2 separate regions of the Sus scrofa genome follow, and region 1 is linked to region 2. The links are chromatin contacts, called in public Hi-C maps. All regions are on one chromosome and are shown on one strand. The core of a region is the stretch at or near the end of the contact, and the rest is flanking DNA. Distances in the headings are between cores, read along the strand shown.

Region 1 (4,955 bases), core at 318-2,817, 440 kb after region 2:
CATTTTTATGACACAAAGACTTTTTTTTTTTTTGCTCTCCTATCTTCTTTTACTATAATTTCCATTCTTGTTTCCATCTATCACATCATGTATTCAGTTTGATTTTTAAATAGATCTTATAGTATCCTGGGGACAAAGGATCAGTTGGGGAACAGGGACAGGGTTTCCCCTTGCATGTTTTTAAAAAGAAAACATGAAACCAAATGAAAAGTACAAGATCTGTTACTTTAGTCCTTTGGTGATTTTCCCCTGACCAAGTGTAATACTTCTAACTTCCTCCCTCCTTGGCTCTCACTGAACTGACACACTGCAGGTGCCATGGTTTAGATTTAACAATGAAAACCCATTTCTTTTCTAGTTCCGCAGCAAAGACATCACAAAAGATAGAGTTATCATGAGCTAATTACAGTCCTTGAAAATTACCTTTGTGCTTTGCAAATATGCATTTTTTTCTTTGCTGGTGATGAAGAAGTTGGCAGTTTAAATAAAAAACACTATTTAAAGTAACAGAGTACAGTTATATAACCTTTTCACATAAATCACACAATAACTCTTTGTGCTTTGTAAAAAAAAAAAAACTGCAGTGCTTGTTAAGAAGATTTATTTATATAATAATCTATGCAAAGGACTTTTTTCCCTTTTTTGAAAGTGGGATGTTCTTTTTTTTTAACCTCTAGAAGTTGCAGACTAGAGGGCAGGAATATCCTCCAATCACCATTTTTAGTTGCACACACTCTAGCTACTAAAGACTCCAGTTCACATAGTGTTTTGGCATGACCACATCTTTATTTCTAAGCGTACAGAAAACTTAAGGAATAGTCTGTGCCTGCTAAATAAATAAAAATGTAGAGTCAAAATCCAATCCAGTATAAGGATTCCTTTGCATTCACAAGTCACACCAAGACCTGAGACAATTTTTCTCAGTTTTTCAGATATATTACTGTGGGTCCCACTGAAATCCATGCGACCGCTGAGGCTGAAACCTAGAGTTTCTCCAGTGATTCTCCATGGGATTTTTCCACAGGTCTCTGTTCCCCTACTCAGCTTCCTTCCCATGTTTCTTTGCTCCCTTTCACCTTATTCCCTAATTTAAACCTAGAAACAATAGTCTTTCATTATTAAAAAGCTGTCCCTACCATTTAAAAACATCCCCCATAGAAAGTGTCTTAACTTCAGAATGATCTTTTCACTGACCAATCCACTGTGAAGAGCCAAGGCCATACATAAGTGACTAAATGCTAAAGCTTGGCTCAAACTGACCCACTTAATCCTCAGTCCAAAGGATCACTTCAAGAAGAGTGATCCTTTCACGGAGATAAACCTAGTTGAGGCATTTAATTGGTCAAATATATCTATTCTAACTCTTGCTGAACAGTGGGGTTTCTGAAGACAGGGAAACCCACAAGGGCTTTCTTGTGTGTCCTTATCTTTCACTGAGATGCTGACCTAACTTTTAAAAGCTATCACCATGGAAAATTCTGGGCTTCTCTCCAAAACCAACCAGTAGGAGGTGGCTCTCTTAATCAGTGGCTGTGTTCCGTCTTTATATAAACAGGTTAAGCCAGCTGCCAGAGCCTCTGCGACTAATTCCAGCTCACATTACCCTCGGCTGGAAAGATGGGCCTGAACCAAAGCTGCTTTAGGAAAGCAGACAACTCTCACCTCTCCCAGGTTATAGCAAAACACCTGGTACGAGTCACCAGCAAACTTATTTTTGTTCCTCAGGATCGTTAGGTGGGATTTGATTAACTGGAGAGACATCCTCCCATTAGCTAATCCATGAAGGGCTCTCATTGCCTGGGATGGAACTCAGAATGACGGTTTGTAGAATCAACAGGCATGACTAAAAGTGAAAAAGACACTGCTAACAAAATCTGTTACCTTCCTCAGACATCCACTTCTCTACTTTGACCCTGAGAATGTTCCTCAAAATGATGTTACCCTAAAGTAGCAACAAACGACATGGAATAAAGCCTAAATAACTAGAATAATAAAACAGGCTTCTGAGCTATACTTATAGATGTTGGCCAAAAATAGTCATGTCCATGTGCCTATGAAATGTGAAACTTGATCATGGTTCAGTCATTATACCAGAAGCATTAAAAGAAATAAGGCAAACAAACTGAAACTTTCCCATGCAGTATGTTCTTATGTTAGTGAAGAATTCTGCTTACATTAATCAACATAACAGTAATAATTAGAAATTCTGAACCTCACACCCGAAAAAAAAAAAAATGCTTTTGCAGAGAAAGTCTTTTAACATGCTATCACATTGATTTAAAATCAGTGTATTAAGGCCATTGGTCTATAGATCAAGCCATATCTGAATGGCTCAGAATAATTTTTCTCTCTTTAGCTACCAAAATTGAAAGTGAAGTATGTTAAGTCCTTCTGCTGATTTTATTTTCAAAAACATACAATAGCTACTGCAATTCCAGGAGGATTCCTCTGGTTTTTATTTTGACAGCATAACACTCCACTCATGGGACTTGAGCTTTTCAGGTGTTAAAGAGAATTTGCTATAAGAAAATGATTATAATAGGATTGAATGTAATTGAAAGTCAAGGTACAATAGCCATACAGTGTATCACGGAGAGTGTCAAAACTTGCAGTGAGGGTGGAGTGCCTTTTGCTAAGTAAACAAAAAAAGTGGAGAGAGAAGAAAATATTCTATGCACGACAGGATCTACAAGGTTGGCCAACCTGATAAGCCTGCCACACCGCAGTGGGATCAGACCCACAGGTACTACAGCGCTTCCCTGGCAAGAGGGGCCATGAATAGTTGCAACCTCCCCACCCCACAGAAATGTTTTGAAAACAAGTTATATAATAACCTGAATTCTTGTCTAGAACTTGACAGGCAATAACCATAGGCCATCTAAGGCTCCAAGAGGGAAAGGCCCATCCCTGAGTCACTGCCCTGGCCCTTCTAGTCCCAGGAACTAGTGTCACTCTGAGTCCATTCACGCCCTTGCTAAGGTTTGCCAGCACGGGTGGGCACGGTACACACCAGGTGAGAACTGGCCGCTCCCCGAGTGCTTCACCCCTTTCCTTGACAATGCCATTCTCTAAGAACAATAGGTTTATCAAGCATGTGAATGCTTTCCCGGAGACAGGCCCGTGAAGAATGCAAGTATCATAACTATTTCAGGCATCATAAAATAATTATAAGCTCTCAAGATCAGAACTTGGTGCAGAAGTGAGCGCGTAACAATGAATGTTTGTCCTCCTCTCTATCATCATAGGGCCTTCCCTTCCCCTAACTGGCTTTCCTACCATTCAGTATGTCACGTGGCTATCTTGATCATAATTTTGATTAGTAGCTACGTTTTGGTTGACTCCTATGACTCCACACTTGGGCAGAAGCAGGACCTGAAGTTTAAGGCCAGATTCGTCTTAGAGAAATAACATTCTTTTCAATCTTTGCTGCTAGTTCTTTACTGCTGTGACCTCCATAACAGCCTTCGGAGAAGAGCAACATTAGTGCAGGCAGGACCAGGAACTTACTACGGCCGCTATTAGCATTAATATTACGTACGCACATATTGTACTTCCCAAGCATAAATGTGATTTATGAAACAAAACACCATGGCAAATGACATGCATGGACCTGTGAGTCAGGTTTTGAGGTGCTTTTTCTCCACACCAACAGCATTTCTACTTACATTCGCAATATGTATTGGAAATTTAAGTATTACTATCTTATTTTTTTTTTATTAGGAAGCGGTTTTTTTCCCAATTTTTGCTGCTTCCAAATCATGAACAGGCATTTCAGCAGATTCATATCACTTAAGGAATCTGCTCTCCTCCTTTCTGCTTATATCCTTTGTCTTTTTTAAATTTGGGGGGCACCAATATGTGCCATTTGTTCCCCTCTGTGCTTTTATTTTATGCTTTTATTTCTATGCTAGCCAATTCTCTAGACATAACCATATAAAGGATAATAGTGAAAAATAATCTAAAATGTGAATAAATATAAACATCTATATTTATGTTTTAAATATATATATATAATATATATAATATATAATTATATAAATTATTTATTTTAAAATATATATAAATAAATATATATAGTTATAAAAATAAATATAAACCAGGCCTATGGTTATTGCCTGTCAAGTTCTAGACAAGAATTCAGGTTATTATATAACTTGTTTTCAAAACATTTCTGTGGGGTGGGGAGGTTGCAACTATTCATGGCCCCTCTTGCCAGGGAAGCGCTGTAGTACCTGTGGGTCTGATCCCACTGTGGTGTGGCAGGCTTATTTTACTTTTATTTCCATGCTATCCAACTCTCTAGACATACCCATATAAAGGATAATAGTGAAAAATAATCTAAAATGTGAATAAATATAAACATCACTAGTCAGCCAGCAGTGGATGGCTTATCTAATTTTTGAAGTTGAATCGGGCATTTGGAATATGTTTTTATACATATATTTGAATATATGTTTTCAGTGATTTGGAAATTAATAATATTTTGCCATAAATTATGATATCACTCTAAGACGATTGTTTTCAAGGGAATCATAAAGCCACTCTATTTAGAACTCCTTGCCCCCTAGACCCATGACAGAAGACCACCCTACAGCAGCGATATTATCACCTCTACAAAGCAAGCAATCAACTAATTACATGTTTTGATCTCTCTTAGAACTTTCATTTATTCTGCTGTGTTAGAGCAAGCTGTACAGTGACAATCTCGGTAGGTACTAACTGTGAAGGTACACTACTGACAAAACCAATTTGTATGACCCAATATAGAAATTCAAACATTCACTGTAACTTCCTCTATAGACTTTCTGATTGTTTGTTACAGCCCTTTCAATGTGAGCATATTTCTTTCAAACCTGCATCCCCATGCCCCATATAGGATTATACTATATTAAACACAAACATGACTTCCATTTCAGAATCCTTAATAAAAAAAGTTCTGTTATAAGCCACTTGTT
Region 2 (4,478 bases), core at 1,926-4,425:
GAAAAAAGCAGTAAAAAACAATCCATTTTTAGGCATAATCCACATAGTCAAAGATAATTATGTTTATATTTGTGGGGTTCTGTACGTAATGGCATGGTTTTATCTTTACAGCAATTCCAAAAGCCACTGTACTTTTTAGTTTGTTCTTCTCAGTGTACCTTTCTCCATAAAACAGACACCCATGCAGGTGCAGTCTTATTTACTTTTCTACCATAATGTGGTATTTACTTTATTTTAATTTTTTTAAATTATTTAATTTTTTCTGGGTAAGAAATGTTTAATAAAAATTCAAAGGTTAATGAAATGTATTGATATTGGAATTATGTGATGAAGACCCTAGAACATATCTGCATTTAACATCTGCATTTAACTGGATACTAAATCTGAATTTACAAACTTTTAGAAAGAGCTCATCCTGATACCATTAGAGAAAGAGCCACCAGAATAGATATTAAAACATCTTAAGGAAATTTGAATGGAAGCAAGCCTTGCAGGAAAATCCCCTAAAGTTAAACCAAATCTTTTATAAAAGTGGAATGCAATTTCAGAAGATGAAAACAGCATCTATAATAAGTAAGCAAAATTCAGGCAGAGATTGGGGAAAAAAGACAATTCTCAATACTTCTTCCTAAATAAATCTCTCTCAGCTTCCCCAAAAGGAGACCCACTCTTCCCTAAGGGATCAAGGGCATCACTTGACAATTCCTTCTTTATAGCAATTTCCTGATGAGCTTGATGGAGAGTTCATAGGTTACCACCACTTCCTCAAATAACTGTATTATGGTGACAAAGAAATATTGGCAGTATTTCCCAAGAAAGAGAAAATTTGTGAAATGTTCTCTATGTCAAAATATTGTACTTATTACAATATTAAAACAGAGTTTAATGACAAATAATATGCCCTGCTGAAACATCTCTGGCTGAAATACAGTTATATGCATATCTTGATCCTAGTTCACCAACTTAGCACATTTTTAATATCATTTGTGAAAAGAAAATAAACTGAAAGAGAAAACATATATGGGAAACTAAGATATGTTACTCATGTAAGAATATAATTTGGTCTGTTTTATGAACATTAGGTATGATATTTAACTGGTCTTCAGAATAACTGCATATCAAACCATCTAAACCTGATGATAAATGTCTTGTTCAAATAATGATTCTCCACATAGTTCAATGGCCTTTTGCCCAAACTGACTCCTGTGAGGAAAAGGGAAGCTCTGAGTTTAGAGGAGGAACCTGACATACAAAGCAAAATAAAAATCAGTTACAAGCCTTTTAAAATGTATGTTTCCCCTAAATTCATTATTTCACCTTTTGGATAACAGCTCTATTTTTTTTTTTCACCTTGAAAAGAAATCCACACAGAGTTTTTATTTAGTCTCTGTGACTTGATAACTTGCGTGATTGGTTGGTCTATTTCTCTTTCCTTCTGATGGTTGTTCATTAAGTCATAAAATACTACTATAGTTGTTGTATTGAAGTAGTCAAGTGAAATAGAATATTGTTTCTCTCTTAAACGTTATTTTCTGCCAACACAGCACACTTGTCAAAGGCACTGAATATTTCAGAAATAGGCATCACATAAATATATAAATAACTAGATAAATAACTGCCAAAACACTGTACATTATTTGGAGATAAATGTGAGCGTGCTGCAAAATGCAAGATTAATACTTAACATCTTTTAGACAATGTTTTTAAGCTAAGAAGTAGGTATCATTAAGATGAGATTCTAGAACAGAATTTTATAATATTTAAAAGTTCTTATTGTTCAATGAGTATTTTCTTTCTTGCTTTTTTTTTTTTCCTTTTAGGGCTGTGTCTGTGGCATATGGAAATTCCTAGGCTAGGGGCTGAATCAGAGCTACAGCTGCTGGCCTACACCACAACCACAGGAACACCAGATCCCAACCCACTGAGCAGGCCAGGGATCAAACCCATATCCTCATGGATATTAGTCAGATTCGTTTCCGCTGAGCCACAACAGAACTCCCAGTGAGTATTTTCTAATAGCTAAGTAAAAATATAGCATGATCCAACTCTGTAAAAAGACTGAATGATTAAATAATTATAAAAATCAAAGACCCCTCTGTTCATGTTAGGAAGCATTTTGAGCTGCACTGTAAATAAGGGCTGGAAAGAACATCTTCAACTCAAGAAGCAATTAAGACCAATGCAGCATCGTTTTTGGAAAGCTAAAATGATTATGAGCTTGAATATGAAAATTATAATGCCCAGTTCTCTCAGACAAATGTTGTAGATACCATAAATTAGACACCTATGGTTGAGAAAAAGAAGATCAAACAAATATTGTGGGCCTTGAATCATGACAAGTCAATGCAATAGTGTGTTTTATTTTGGAGGGCAATTCCATATGTTAGTAGGCCAGATCTGTCAGGTCCACTGGCAGGCCATCCTGCTGTGCTTATCCTGAGTGTAACACACATCATGCAGGGATTTGGATGTAGAGAAACCAGGGATACTTCCACTATGTGTCATGATCATGAGAAGGGCAGAGCCTGGCTGCTGTTGACAGTCAGGGATAGTATGAGCTGGCTTTCTGGAATGGTAGCAGCAGAAAATTCAGTCAACATATTTTGACCTTCAGAGTTATTCAGGCACATTCTGATCTCACCAAATGGGCTGATAAGGGTGAAGTACAAACTTGGCGTCCAACAGCTGTTTCCAAACAACCAATTGGAGGCGGGGCAAAAGATTGCTTTTTTCTGTTTTTAGATACAGTCTGTGCCTTTCAAGGCTAAGACTTCAACAGCAATTTTTCCATTGCATAAAACACAAAGAGCTATCCTTTTAAATGTATCAGCACACAGCAAGGCAATGAAAAAAAAAAAAAAAGGAAGGAAAAGAAAGAAAGAATAACTTAAATGCTATGGGGTGAAACCAACCAGGATCTGAGGCCAAAGCACTATGTGAACATTAGATTATGCAGTTGATTCAATTCAAATTCAAGTCAAGCTGGTTCAATGTTTCACTTAAAATCTTTTGTCCTTTTTTGCTTGTTCCTTATCATGAAATCTGATCTATTTGTAGGTTTAATGCAGGGGACAGGGAAAAGGCTGACCTAACCTTAGTATTATAGGGGATTGCACTAAATGTGGGAGTGAGAGCAATAATTCCACAGCTTCCTACTTGGAAATGGGCCCAGCTTGAAGAAATAAAAATAGAAGTGTCTGAATGCAACTAAAAAGCTCAGCCACATGGAATTAAAATGCCAGTTCCCTTCAGCCTTTCTTTTTCTTTTTCCCCAGTCATCAGAATTTCAGAGCCTACAAATTAAAAGGCTCCTGCAGTCAGTATCTTTTTTGGTTACCCATCGCTTGAAGTGACATTGATCCAATATGACTGCGTATCTAGTATGCAGTATACTATATGTACATATACTGCATATACAACATACAATAGCTTAAACCCTATTATTCTCATTTCTTCTAAACAACGATCAGGTTTAAAATGTAAATAAATATATAAATATGCCTAAGGGGCACTTAAACTCCAGGATAGTAATTAGTTAGCAGATGGTCATCCTTATGATTCCAGAATGTACTTATATTAACTTTCTTTACTTTCTAAATAAACACAACACTTCAAATTGAAAAAGGAAAAAAAAAATTCCTAATGTTTTACCAATCTCTGGTTCTAATTTGCCCAAGGGCTGCATTTAGCATATTTTCAGTATCATATATTCAAAGTAGAAGAACTGGAAACAAAAAACAGATTTAGGAAACTAAGAGTTACCATTCGCATGCAGGAGATGATAATTTGGTGTATCCCATGATCACTACATACCTTAATTGTTTTTATGAATACGTCCATGTTTTAACTGATGTCTTCTGAATAATAGATATATCTTGATCCTTTCAGAAAAAAATGAACTTCTCTTTCTCTCCAGCATATGCTAGTGTGTTTTGCCTGAACAGGATGTCTTTGAAATTAAGGGGCATTCTTTGCTTAAAAGAGGTATTTAGGGTGCAAGGAGGAATGAGAATCTGACCCAGGCCATTTTAAACCCATGTTTATCTAGCCTTCATCATTTTCTCCTTTAACATATGAATATAGTTTCCAAAACCACAAACCTCACAAGTGTTTAGATCCCAGACTTGTAAACAGGTTTGATTTCCTTTTATTGAGCGTCTTCCTTCCTCATCCCTTATTGCATTCAGCTGGCTCTAATTCCTTTTCATGTACTTAAAGAAATGAAATATTTTGTCTGAATTAAGAATAATCATGTGTTTGAGAAGATCAATCATGAAACAACAGAAAAGTGAATTGTTTTCAATGGATCTGTTTACAGTGACTGAGCAACTAGGGTTTAGATGAATAAATAAAAAGGCCAGTAATTTTATTGAGTTATATTGTTCAATTTCAATTGTGTCTCTTAACATAAACAGCTCAGTGATTGATGTATTATTGAATATTTGAGGAGTGTGTCTGTAATGAATATGTTTATGAAT

What was found. Hi-C and Micro-C count contacts between places; a contact is called where the count stands out from the background.
Region 1: a contact with region 2 is called in a Hi-C map of heart right ventricle, with 2.8 times the contacts expected there. The contact joins two enhancer-like sites.

Annotation. Positions count from the first base shown.
Region 1 is chr1:24,968,189-24,973,143 of Sscrofa11.1, forward strand. No RefSeq gene overlaps it. Among named protein-coding and RNA genes, the nearest start is that of CITED2, 180 kb to the right of the region's middle. Within about 2 kb of position 1,568, at least 24 of the 83 cell types and tissues checked have an H3K27ac peak or open chromatin away from gene starts, as enhancers often do.
Region 2 is chr1:24,528,071-24,532,548 of Sscrofa11.1, forward strand. No RefSeq gene overlaps it. Among named protein-coding and RNA genes, the nearest start is that of CITED2, 630 kb to the right of the region's middle. Within about 2 kb of position 3,176, at least 28 of the 83 cell types and tissues checked have an H3K27ac peak or open chromatin away from gene starts, as enhancers often do.